Linked DNA regions of Gossypium hirsutum: region 1 is linked to region 2. A link is a contact called in public Hi-C data. All regions are on one chromosome and are shown on one strand. Each heading gives the region's core, a stretch centred on a gene start, on an enhancer-like site or on the middle of the called end of the contact. The rest is flanking DNA. Distances are from core to core; before and after follow the strand shown. Region 1 holds the start of LOC107901981 (AP-1 complex subunit gamma-2). Region 2 has its middle 6.1 kb from the start of LOC107901980.

Region 1 (7,116 bases), core at 2,017-4,516, 57 kb before region 2:
GGTACAAAGTTGAATTCCTGTTATTAGGACTCCATGATGCTTTTCTCTAAGGAGTGAAGCAGCAGGATTTATAAAGTTTTCAGCAAGGTCTGGAACTTTTTTTATGATCCGTATGGAGCACAATGCTGCCTACAAAAAACAGATAGAGTCAAGAGGAGTCAAAGATTGAAGTCAGATCGCTCAAGAAAAGACAACCTAAAAATTATCAGATAATGCACATGATGAGAATTCATGAACAAATGCAAGTTGGCATGGCCAGAAAGAAAAGAAGAAAAGAAAGTCAGTATGATCAAATTAATCCTCCAACAGGATAACAAGTAGTTGTTTATGAACCAATTTAGTACATCAAAATGCCTTCAGAGAATGGCTGGAAACAGTCAACAGATGCCATTCCCTTGAATGAGTATGTGCAGCAAATTCTCCTGCTTAAGATAAATGGGCAGAGAAAGATCCGGATTTCATGGAAGTAGCAGGCATATGAAGGTTGCATAATTAAAACATACATTTTGAGGTCTTAGTCGTGTGGCATGTGGACCATGGATTCACATGGATGTTTTTAACCTTTGCATTGACAAGATTACAAAGGTATTATTGGAAACAAATAAATAACAAAACCATGATACTTGAAGAGCTCAACAAAAAAATCAAAACTTTCCAACTCCCGTAGAAGAAAGGACGAGGAAGAAAGTACCTTTAAGAGGGATAATTAGCAATTTTTAAGCTTGTTAAATTCACAAATCCTGAAATCAGCCTCCCTTTTCCTCCTTTATTTTAAATCTCATTGAAACAAAAATCAGTGGCCAACAGGCCCTTGAATAAAGAATAGAACACACTTACTTTCTTCCGGATATTTGGATCTCGAAACTGCAGCAATCTTTCTACTTCTGGTGCAAGGTCACGGGCCATTTCAGCCGAACAAATATTTCCCAAAGCACAGAGAGCAAGTCCTATAATATACTGGTTTGAATGATTGAGATCTCTGCATATAAGTTAAGGTTTCTGAAAAACTAAACCATATCTCTCCATTTTCTTATTTTTACCCTTGGTAACACCAGCCTATCAGGGACAATGTTATTCATAGAGAAAAGAAATGGTAAAAGGGAAAAGGAAATGGGAACAAATAAAGCTTGAGAAAGTCTACATGTAGGATACTGCTTTAATGAATTTGTTACCAACATCAGAACCTCTTGTCTTTCATCAAGAAGCAACATAAGACCAAGATATCCAATCCTCTTCTCTGGAAATCCAGAAGACGCAATCAACTTCAGGCACTCCATTTGGCCAAAATGAGTTGGATATCCAAGCATGTGAATGAACATGAGCTTCGCCAGGTTACGGTGCCTATAGTCTTGATCATTTTCACTAATAGCAGCACGAATAGCAGCACACTCTTTCCTTACAACAGCACGTTCTTCTGCTGCAGTTTTGCAAGAACGTATAGCCCGTATCATGTCCCTGCATTGGAGCAGTAAGTACAACAGTTTCAACTGATATGCATATAAACTAAAGTCAAGTCAATCGTTCAGATCCATTGATATAACTTGGAGAAGAAAATATACAAAATATGTGGTCAATAATTTGATTATTTCAAACAGGGCAAAAGGTGTTTTGGGGGGGGGGAGCTTAGTCCCTGAATTGTTTAGGGAGAACAAAAGTGTTCTTAAAAACCAGCAAGAAATCCATGATCCTCTTTTCTTTTCCCCAAAAAAATTACATATAACTAAGAGATCCCATTTTGCAATTTATACCAAAATGTTCTTGTCAACAATTTCTGGAACGCACTACTGAACTACGCATGGGAAGAATATCAGGATATAAATCATTTGATGAATAAAGACAAGGAGGTTGAGATCTTTATATCCATAAAATATGGATGAAATTCAGTAAACTAATGCAAAGAACCGACTTAGAATTCCCTAACAGGGAACGGAGGTTATCATTTGCAAATTTGTTTAATCATACTAAATTTATATAGAGAAAGATACAACTATTCAGTTACATTGCAACAGATACAATCACCTAGCAGCCTACACAAGGAAAAGTAAAAAGAGAATTCAACTTTGCGATAGTTTCCTAAAAGTGTGATAAGTGCTACAAATCAGTTTGAACATATAACCACCAGAATTACAAGTACAACTGTACAACCAGGATATTCTTATTGTACCTTTGGTAACCATATTGGAGGATACTTACGTACATGACTACATTGACTATATTTTATATCTAAATTGCCACTAATTACTGATGTTTAAAGGTTCAAGATCATATAAATATCCCAAAATGCTGTATAACTTACATATCTATGGTGCAAGAAGTTGAGGAAGTATGGATAGTAAACTGGTGGATGTTTTCGTTTCCTCTCTAGAAATTTGTACCTTAAGCACCAATGGTATTTGGCGCATCATTCGATATTACCAATATTCATGAAAACAATAGATCAAGCTATTGTCAAACCCATTACTATATGAATATGCTATAACTTCAAATATTTCTACATTTTCACCCATAACTGCAACTAATTCAAAGCCAAGCTAGCTTGAAAAATGGAATTATGAAACCGAAATTCCTAACAAACTCCATTCGGCTCTAAGTTCAGACGCAATCATCTTTTAAGTAGCACTAACTACAACCGAACACCATAAATTTCAATCAAGGAATCAAAACAAATTGCACAGAAGCCCAGCTCTTTTAATCGAAAAACCAATACATTCAAATAAAAACCATCGTGTTCTTGATCTGACCTTCAAATTAAAAGGAAAAGGGAGGACAAAAAGAATAAATTGCAACGGAAGGAATTGATGCTCACCGTAGACGAGTACCGGACGAGAAAGGATTCATGATTGGGTCCAGGGTTGAAAGTTTCGTAGAGAGCTCGAATCAGATCCAATCAATTAAACGCTTCAAATAAATCAATCAACGAACTACGGCTGCACGGAATTAAACCGAATTTCTTTTCAAATCTAAGATCTGCAGTTGAAGATCCAAAAGTTGGAATTCGGAGATCTAAGAAGAGTAAAGCAGGCAGAGATTTGGATCTGAACGACAAAGAAAACGAACTCTCTGTTCTCCTTTTATTTTCTTCTTTTTTTCCCAGTGACAATGAAAATGCTGCCTGCTTCTTTTGTCTGTGTAAAACAATTTTTAAAAAAAAAAAGAATAATGATAACTAAATTATCAAAAAAAATGTCGTGATTTTTATTTTTATTTGAACTCGGCCTTTTAAGATCCAAAACCTCAGCCCAATTATATCAAAACCATATTCGTAGATTTAATTGTCATATTTTTATAAAGGCTTAAATATGCTAATGCCCCCTGTACCCTATTAAAATTTAAAATTTTGTCTCTACATTTTAATTTTGAGACATTGAGACCTTGTATTTTTTATCTAAAAGTCTTGGTCTTCTCCCTAACTTCACCATTAAAGTTAATGGTGCTAAAGGTAAAATAACTCTTTTAGCCCTTAACATTTAGAATTTTTTTATCAATTTGATCATTATCCTTTAAAAGTACATTAAAATTTTAAAAATTAATTTATTTTCATATTTTAGATAAAAAAAATATAAAAATTAAAAAATATAGTTTCTAAAAAAATTAAAAAATATGAAAAAAATTAAAATATTTAAAATTCAAAATATAAAAATGACTTTAAAAATATAAACAAACATTCCAAAATTTAATGTTATCTAAACCAAATTAGACCGGCCAATTGGATCGGGAACCGGTTGGGATATCGATCCAAATAAGTTAAAAAATCGGTTGACCCACGAACCAATACGGACTAGTTGAGCCAATAGTTGAACCAATTTTGAACGAGTTTGACCAATTAGTTCCCAAAACAACTGGCCTGAATGATTCAAAGAAAATAAATTATTAAAACATCAAAAATAAAAATATTAAAAATATATAAAAATTTGTTCAACTTTCAGTTCAACTGATTCTTTAGCTCAATTCAACCAATTCATATTGGTTCACAGATCAACCAATTTTTTTACCATGGACCGATACCTCAACTGGTTCTTAATCCAATCGATCCAGTTTAGTTTAGATAACATTGAATTTTGAGATTTTTTTAAATTTTACAAATATTTTTAGTTTTGAATTTTAAAGAGTTCTTTTTCATATTTTCTTTTTATACTATATTTAATTTTTTTTGTTAAAATAAGAAATACATATTTAAATTTTTTTAAAAAAAATTTACATATTTTTAAAGGGTATGAAACAAATTGACAAAAAACTGTAAATGTTGAAGCTAAAAAAGTTTTAAAATGTTAAAAATACTGGTTGACCCGTAAATTAGTATGGACTGGGTGAACGAGGCTAAAAAAATTAGTTGAACTATCAATTGAACCAATTTTTATAATTTTTGATTTTTTTTATTTTATTTTTAATAATTTATTTGCTTTGAATCGATCAAATCGATTTTTTAACACAGTTGAACCAATTCGTAGCAATTCACAGCTGAACCAAATTTTTATTTCTCAATGGACCAATACCCCAACTGTTCCCACTCCAATTTAGATAACATTGAATTTTTAAATTTTTGTTTATATTTTTAAAATGATTTTTATTTTTTGAATTTTTAAGAATTTTTATTTTTTCTTAATTTTTAATTTTTTTAAAAATTATATTTTTTTATTTTTTAAAAGATTATATTTATTTTTTATTTTTTTTAAAATATAATTTTTTAATTGTTATGTTTTTGTAAAATATGAAAAATAAAATATTTTTTAAAAAAAATTATGTACTTTTAAAGGGTAAGAACCAAATTGACTAAAAAAATTGTAAATGTTGAGAGCTAAAAAAGTTATTTTGTCTTTGACATTGTTAGCTTTAACAGCAAAATTGAACGGCGGGATCAAGATTTTAAAATCAGAAAAGTATAAGGACTCCATGTCTTGAAATTGTAAGGACTAAATTTTAAATTTCAAAAGAGTATAAAGACCTTTAGCGTATTTAAACCTTTTTATAAATCTATTTATTTGTATTTATTTGCGATGCATGAATCGATTGTATATATTAAATTTATAATACTCTTATAACATTAGTTTTTTTTAATTTAATGAATTTCTAAAAAATAATTAATAATTTGTAATTATAAAATATTTTTAAAAATATTTAACTAATTTGTAAAAGTATTTTTCATAAATTTCTAAAACCCACTCATAATAGTGTTAATTTGAGAATATACGAGTTAGAATTTTTGAAGTAAATAAAATAAAAATTATTAGGTATTATTTAGAAAGCTACCTAGTAATTGGATTTGGATGTAATTACTTATAATTACACAAATGTGACATGTTTGGATAACCATTGTAATTGATGGGTTCCATCGAATTAGGTGTAATTGGAGTACCTAATTACACTTTTCAATTCTTAGGGGATGATTAAAATTGGAGTAATTACACATATAATAATACCCAAATCTAATTTTAAAAATCTATTTCTATAAAATTTATAAAAATTATATTATAAGTATGAACACATATAAGTGTTTGGGATGGTTATAGCCAAAAAAAATTATAATATAATTTGTGTATTTTATAAAGTTATAACAAAAAATTTATATTATTTAAATCCTAAAAAATTCTGAAGTTATTTTAAAAAATAATTTATATGGAACATGCGTCGTATTTTGGAGGAAACAGAGTTGACATCATGACAAAGAATAGTTGACATCCTGATGACACGACAACAACGTCCCGACGAGAAGAATCGTCACGTCTTGACGATGGAAAGAATGACATTCCGACAAGGAAATATGCCACGTCACGACGTGGCGACTTGTTCCCTACTAAATTGGGTTTCTTCTCCTAGTTAAACTTTACTATCTTTTCCTAGTCTAACTCTGATTATTCTAGGGATATTTTAGTCATATATTCACACGAATTTTAACATATAAATAGGACTTTTAGCAACCCTACAGAGTTCGATTCAACAACACAATTAAGAGAGCTTTGTGAGAATTTCGGGAGAACTTTGTATTTTGGGTTTGAGCTTGTTTATTATTTCTCCATCTTGTACTCCTCTTCAATTTTTTCCATTCTAGTAAAGTTTCTTTTGCCCATGGTTTTTTTATCCTCTTTGGAGGTTTTTTCACGTAAATATTTGTATCTAATTTTTCTCTATTCGTTCTTGTTCGTCACATAATTTGGGTTTATCCTAACAAATTGGTATCAGAGTCAAATTTGGTTTTCGCATTCAACCTATTCAGAGATGACAATGAGGTAATATCGAGAAGTTTGATAGGGTCCCAAATTTTAATTTCTGGCAAGTTCGAATTACGAAATTCTAGTTCAGAATGATCTGAAAAAGGTTATTACATGGTAAAAACCTGCAGATGTGAATCAAACAAAATGGGAGGAGCTTCATGAGAAGACTCTGTCAACAATTCAATTGTGTTTCATTAACAATGTGTTGCAGGAGGTGCTTACAAAAAAAAATTGCAGTAGCCTTATGGAAGAAATTAGAAGCCCTTTACATGATAAAGTCTCTCACAAATTGCTTGGTATTCAAACAATGATTATACACGTTCCGTATAGCTCAAGGTGAGTCTATTAAGGCTTACATCAGTGAATTTTTTACTTTCCTTAATTACCAAAGGAATGTTGAGGCCAACATTGACGATGAAGATTAGGCTATGTTGTTGTTGTGTTCTTTGTCTCTTTATATAAAACTTTCAGGGAAACCCTAATTTATGATAGAGAAAGACTCTCATTTGAGGATGTGAAGGGGAACTTATTGAGTAACGATAAACTTGACAACAAGTTAGGTTCGAAAAACAAGTTAGATGGGCAAGCCTCGATTTGGTTGCCAGAGGAAGGCAACAATCTAAGGATTCAGGTCAAAAAAAATCTAGGGCGAGATCGAAACCATGATATGTGATGTGTCTTGATTGATGTTTGGAGATGGTATGATGGATAATATACTTAAGTGATCCTTATAAATGATTTGGTAAGTTGGATGTTCATATTTATGCTTTGCTTAAAAGGATTTGGTAGTTCTAGTACTTAGTTATAAGACTAACATGAAATTAAATACGAAATGGTTGAATGCATACATATCTGGCTTGACATTTTGAGTTGTCATTGGAAGCATATTGGTATGTTTGAATCTAGT
Region 2 (7,239 bases), core at 1,902-4,401:
ATATAAATAAATCATATATTAAATAGTACATATAATCATATATATAAATTGTGTGCAAGTAGAATTGAATCAGAACTAAATTGAAATAGAGATTAAATTAAAAAGATGAGAAACTATGAAGAATCAATTCAAAATTATCTCATTTTTTCCAAAAAAAGAAAAATACATGGATCCAAGCAGGTTGACATGCGGGTCCTTTTAAGTTTTATTCGAGAAATGGTTTACATGTTAGTTTCGTTCCTAGATTTATTATTATAATTATTTATTTAAGTTGCTTATTATCATATGTAGGTAATAGTTTGAATTTTTATTTGGAATTGTTATTTAAATACATGTGATAAATATGTGTTATACAATTTTGTAATTAATCCTCAAAATTATTGGTTACTTGTTCTCAGTGATAAAATGTTGTCAAATTCGAGTGAATAAAATTTTGCTTTTTTAATAAAATTAAAAATGTTACATCACAAATTTTCAATTAAATAAATTCATGTTGAATTTAATTTTAGGGGTGAATTCAAACTTATAATATTCAAAATCCAAGACAACATTGATTTAATGTATTAATTTTGGATGTGGCGAGAATGCATAGTTGATTCTTAAATTTGAATTTTTTCTAATTTTTAACGTAAACCTAACAATTGTCATTTTAAACGAATTATCTAATTTATTTTTAAAAAATAATTTTGTAGATATCTGATCATATCTAACAAAGAGAACCGATGACGGCCCTCGTGTTCTTAGCTAAATATCATCAAGCTTAATTTCTCGGTAACAGCTACGAAATACAAACTATGAACATATTACCTCAAAATAATTTTTCTAAACAACGCCCAAAGTTTGTTGCTCAAAAAGCTAAAAACTGAAATAAAGATCACAGTTTAGTTGGGCTTACTCAAATATCCCAACAATCTCAACAATGAGTTGGGAGATGTATAAATATATTGAAATTTTAAGTAAATAAACATTATGCGTGACTATGATTTTCATTTTAGCTTCTTATATTATTTTACCTTTCAATGCTTTATGCATCATTGCAAAAAATTAATTCAGTTTGAGTTGTAAATTATTGATTAATTTGGCAAACATTAAATATAACTAAAAAAAGGAAGAATTTTGAAACTCAAACAATTATCTCAGAATTTAAAGTTTTCATATATATGCTCTTATACATTCTTTAAAATTTCTTTTATATATTCTTTTTTTTTGTAATTTTATATTGATCTTTGCTTTACTTTAATCAATGCATGTAATTAACTCTCATTATATTTGAAAAATATAAATTTAATTTTATAAATATTATTAACGTGTCTTTTTTAAAAAAATTATATTTTAAATTGATTTGGACAACGAGACTAATAAAGCGAATTCTTAATAAATTAAATTGATTTGAAGTCAAAAATCAATGAAGTAAAGTTTAGTGTGAAATTGTGGGAAAAAAGGCTAAATTGAATGAAATGAAAAGTATAGGGATTAAATTTCAAAATTTCCATTTTTAGCTTAGAAAGGATTAAAAAGCAATTTTTACATGGTTGTATATTGTTATGAACCTTTATGAAGTTATTTGGGGATTTAATGAAATGACATATTCGATATAATAAAGCTAAGTGATAAAAGAAAGGGACTAAAGGTGCAATTTCTCCATTAAAGGATACTTTGGACATTTTGAGAATTTTATATCGGAAATTTTAAAATTTATTTCGTATGTGTAAAGATGAAATAAAAAAATTATTGGCCATAGATTTTGGACTTTAAAAATCATAAAAAAGAGTGGGCCACTCATTTGATTTTTTTTTTGTGCTTTGACTTTGACAATTCTTTTGAATAAAAGAAAGGAAAGACGAAATGTCTTCTCTCCTCATTTGATTTTTTCCCCCTTCGTGTCGTCCACCTTCCTTAAAAGAGAAGAAAGTTTTCTCTTCTCATCTTTCTCATATTTTCTCACATTTCATCCAAAGTTTACACTACCCAAGTCATTTTCTTGTTAAAAGCTTGTAGAGCACACATTTCTAAGCCTAGTTCCATCGTCATCTTCTTCATGGAAAGAGTGAATTTCCATGATATAGAGAGAGAAAGCCCGAGTTAGTACGAAAAAGTAAAAAAATAAAGTAAGAAAATGTATTTTGTCATATTTAAGATTATTTTACATAAGTTTCTCAAGAACATGATAATTAGGTGTTATGTATAATATGTGTTTTAAAGAGAAAGAGTCGAATTGTGGGTTATGGAGATTGAGCATGAAAGAGGAGTATTGGATTAGTTAAGTAGAGGATTTTGGTGCTTTTTTTATTATTATTTAAAGAGAGGTAAGTTCTTAAAAAACTATCGTAAGTGAATGAAATAGTTTAATGAAAATGAAAGTAGAGATAAGTATGAATGTGTTATGGTTTTAGACTAAAATGTGAAATAAATTTTTATGGTATTTTGGTGAATATTTAAATGAAAAGTTGACTTAATTGGTGGACAAAAACAAAGTTAACAAAGTTAATAATTTGATAAGGAAAATGATAAGTATGACATAAAAATGAGCTAGTAAGTGAATATGAGTGAAATTTATATGATGTTATGTCACTATTAAATTTATAATTTTACACACAAAGTCTAAAATCTACAATTTTGCACACAAGTATCGAGATTTATAGCCCAAGTCCCAGACTTATTAGCTAAGTCTCGATACTTTGTTGTCCAAGTCTCAAGACTTGCAATCCTTGCACCCATACAAAATATTTTATCAGTTTGAACCACTAGCAACCCGTTTTATGCCTCAAAGAAATATTCCAAAATGATTTTTAAAAATGAAATTAAACTTCTTGAAGGTTGAAATGTGTTTTAAGGGAAATATTATTAGATTCTTAAAAGAAAAACTTTGCAACCGGAGGTGGGATGGGTAAAGGGTGTAACACAAATAACTCTGTAGATATAATACAGCCTCCGAGAATTTGTGATTCCCGCCAAAATTTAGGCTTGGTTATTGGTTGAATTCTTTACAAATTGAAACCGACTATTTTTAATGCTTTGAATAGGAGAATTATTGATCATCCTCTCCTCAAAACCTTATATACACATATATTATTTGCGCATAACTGTGAATATGTATATGATACATTTCCCTGTTTCTCTATGGTCAAAATTATCCCATTAAAAGAAAATTAAACATGATATATCATCCCCACCTCCAACGTAGATGCATGGGGTACACTTAACGCATAGGTTGATAGTCGGCTGTTTCTTCTCAAGAATTCATACCCGTAGTTAATTACAAGCTTCTTTATCAGGCTAGATCCTTGCTTGGCTTTGACATATGAGTGCCCTAGTATGTATGCTATCCCAGCTTCCCTAGCTTCCATAAGTTCCTGCAACTCTTCCCTTGCACCAGTATCTATCTCCGGGCTCTTTGGCACAATAAACCGTACTCTTTTTCTCAGTTTTATTACAGGTGGTGGTGACCATATCTCCTTCAACTCTGATGGACCAGCTGCCTCTATTTTGTCTGCATCATCCTCCCTCATCTGAACCCCTTCTGTATGGCTAGAACATGTTCCGACGACTGTCATTTTATCGTCATCTTTCACCAGATCTTCATTAACACTACCAGGAGCAACACTTTCTGACTGTATAAACTCCGCTATACTGCAAACAAGATCTTTCTCAAACTCCATGTCATCTTTATGAACATCGCGATACCCGTATCGTACGATGCACCTATAAAGCCTGTACTCCCTAGGTCCAATATGACCGATCAGAAACCGTTCCTCAGGTTTAACATGAGGAACTGGGACAGATTTGATGCAAAGAAAAACTAGGACCTGATGGAAGGCTGGAAGGTTGGTGACAAAGTGGGAGAAGATTGCAGGGATTCCAGATACGAGCTCAGTGTGGACAAGTCCAATCCCACGAACCCGTACTATGCCTAGACTGGGACCCAAGCTAAGTAGCCAGTTGATGGATACCTTGTTTTGAACATCGAACTCATATTTTTTCAGTGTGCCATAGTGCCAAACACACATGATTATAAGGAAGATGAAAGCAAGGGCAATAGGAACCCAGGCCCCTTCAAGGAACTTGGTGAGGGAAGCAGTGAAGTAGAGTGCTTCGATTGTGCCAAAAAAGAAAACAAAGCCTATTGCCAAGAATACACTCTTTTGCCAGCATAAAACAATTACCAAAGACATCAGGCAGGTAGTGACCAGCATCACAGTTATAACAGCCAAACCTGTCCAACAAGAAACACGAAGAGTCAAAATTACTAGTACAAATGCAGATTCAAAAAGAGTATCCAATTTACGTTTTATAATTCAGAATATGTTTTCAAGGAAAGACGGATATCAAATATGTAACATTGGTTCTCAATATAAAAATAATAAATGAAGCAACAAATTCCCTACTCCTGTCTCCTATTGCCTCAAACACCAATAATTTAGTGCCAAACTTTCAGGCAACTTTAATTATATCAAGACCAATCCATGTAGAATTTCCTTAGATTTAGGAAGAGGTGAATCGTTTTCCATTTCTGCTTTCAGTCTTGTATATAGGCAATGTCATGATCTCAAATCCACATATATGGCTGGAAACAGAAAACATCCTTGTCTATGTTGCACCAGTATAGATGCTCGCAATTATTATAAGTTGCTGGCACTTTAGTGGTTAGTAGAGTTAGCATGGGTATTAAGAATTTAACCCATAGCTGCTAGAAAATAGACTCTTTATGATTATGATTTGTTGGCCTCACCAGTGCTCCTGAAGGAGTGAAAACCAAAAGATGAAGGTGATGAACCGGCTTAATAGGATAGGCTAGGACTTCCTGTTTACTAGAATGTCCATCTACTGGAACTACCCTTGAGGTAAGCTACCTTGCTTAACCAATTCCACTAATCTTACTACCTCATATCTGTTCCCTTCTTCTCTATCTCCAGGACTTGCCCTTGCCATTTAATGAACTCCAGCCCTTAAATGAAGTATGGGATTTCCTTTAGTGGATGCCATGCAACTCTTAAAAGCAGATGCTGAGAGAAAAGGAACTGATGTTGTTGCAAATTGGCCTGATGTGGTTTAGATCTCTATCGTACATGGGGAATTTTCAGACATACCAAATGCAATCTATCAATAAAGTACAGGTTTTGGTGGGTCCAAAAGAAAGACCATATGTTTCCAGTTTCCAAATATGAAGACATGGTTCAGGCTAGAATACCAAGCTAAGACACAAGATGCTCTGAAGCCCCAAGTTATAAAACCAATCAAACACATTTATGGAGTGGATTGTCATACCTGATGCATTACCCATGCGCCTCGTGTCTCTAAAGCCAACAGTAACTGCCAAGCATAACACCATCAGGAGCCAGTTAATCTCAGGAATGTAGATCTGACCATGGATTTTGGATGATGTGTGGATTATTTTGACTCTTGGGAAGCAACCAAGGGAAGAGCACTGTTTGATGATGGAGAACGTTCCAGTTATAATAGCTTGGCTTCCAACTACTGCGGCAAGTATGGCTATAACCAGAACGGGCCATCTTAACTTTTCTGAAGCGATAACGTTTTGATAGTTGCAGTTAGCTGAAAACTCACCTATCATCCAAATTAGACTGTCAAGAACAACCTAAGGTACCTACCTGGTACAGATACATAAAATCCAATTCTGTAATCACTTTCGATAATATGATGCTGAGATAGATAGGCAGCTTGCCCCATGTATGCAAGAATTAAGGATGGATAAACCAAAAAGGTGAAAGCAATCTGCAGAAATGAGAATTCCCATTAGATAAAAGCTGTTAAACACAGCATAATTCAAAAGAGAACAATAACCAGCAAGCATGCAACTATAGAAATTCTTTTGTCTAACATTAAATGCTTCTGATGCCTAAAATTTCATAAAAGAGTTATGAAATTCTCAGTTGGTAATTGAAATGCCTGCATGTGTTTCCTAGAAGATGTGTAGTTTTCTCCTGAATGTCAAAACTACACCACGAAGTAAAAAGTAAATAAGATGACATTGTCAACCAAAATCATAATTCAATAGTCCAAACAACTTGCAACAAAATATTTGTTTAATCATCCATGAGACAGAACAGTTGGCTCTTCTCAACAACTCCTACCATGGCAACTAGACTTGTCAATTCTAATCCTAAACGCTGATTTTTTGAAGTTTGACTTTGAAGTTCAAATCTCTTTGGTATAGAAATTGAAAATTGAGATAACTTTGTTGAATTTGATTAAAAGCAAACGAATGACTACAAGGAAACATTAAGTAAAACGGTTTAGTTCCAAAAAATGTAAAAACGTATATATTTTTTTTTCCAATCATATTAGAAAATCAACTATAATTTAAAGAATATCAATTAAAATGTTTAGATGTATTTTTAAATATAGTGTTTTTCCCTTTTACCTTTGAATTAAATTCTAATATTATCTAACTTGATCAGATTTTAAATTAAATTTGATTTTATTTTAAAACTCAATAATCTGAATTTGAAAAGACCCAAATTCAAATAACCTAAGTGTCCAACCCAAATTATCCAAGCCCAAAATGCCTTGAATCTAGAGATATTTAAACCCTAAATCATATGAACTCAAAATGATCTAAACCCAAAATTGACCCAGCCCGCCTATTTATAGATCTAAATGCTGACTTAGTGTAAAGAAGAAATCCTTAACCATGAACTAAGCATATATACCTTTATTGACAATTGTGAGAAATGTCCAAGATCCGCAAACATAGCCTCTGAACCTGAACAATGAAAATGTAAATAAACTTATAATCAATCTTTTTATTCCAAAATGGTAGCAATACACACAAATAAACATATAACCAAAACCACACACACTGACCTGTTATACACAATAAAATACCACCCAGAGACATCCAACCTCCTCTCTGGGTTTTCCTAAAAAATTTGTACATGTAATATGGAGACAGAGCTTGATACACATGAGGATTCCAGTGAGTGATGTTATATAATCCAATGGCACTGATGCAAAGAAGCCATACTAGAACCACAGGTGCAAACAGAAAACCAACCCTGTGTGTGCCATAATGTTGAAGGGCAAACAAGCCTATCAGTATGATACATGCGACTGGAACCTCTACGTCTGCAAAATTTGTTGAACCTTCATAAGAGGCAGTAGAATGCTATATGGATGACATAGGAAGAGAAGAAAGCTGGCATAAAATCTCAAGGATCAAATAAAGAACGACTTGTATGGAGACATGCACTTGAAAGAGAAATTACAATTAGCAGTCAC

The links. Hi-C and Micro-C count contacts between places; a contact is called where the count stands out from the background.
Region 1: a contact with region 2 is called in a Hi-C map of leaf, with 1.8 times the contacts expected there. The contact joins the promoter of LOC107901981 here to the enhancer-like site in region 2. A contact is called at or near these places in 14 of 34 Hi-C or Micro-C datasets (callus, fibers, leaf and 2 more).

What each region holds. Positions count from the first base shown.
Region 1 is chrA01:64,127,701-64,134,816 of Gossypium_hirsutum_v2.1, reverse strand. It overlaps LOC107901981 (AP-1 complex subunit gamma-2), which reads right to left and starts at 3,266. Exons shown (of 18, transcript XM_016828175.2): 1 at 2,807-3,266; 2 at 1,153-1,455; 3 at 838-979; 4 at 1-129. The coding sequence starts at 2,838.
Region 2 is chrA01:64,070,138-64,077,376 of Gossypium_hirsutum_v2.1, reverse strand. It overlaps the pseudogene LOC107901979. Among protein-coding and RNA genes, the nearest start is that of LOC107901980, 6.1 kb to the left of the region's middle. Within about 2 kb of position 3,151, at least 1 of the 9 cell types and tissues checked has an H3K27ac peak or open chromatin away from gene starts, as enhancers often do.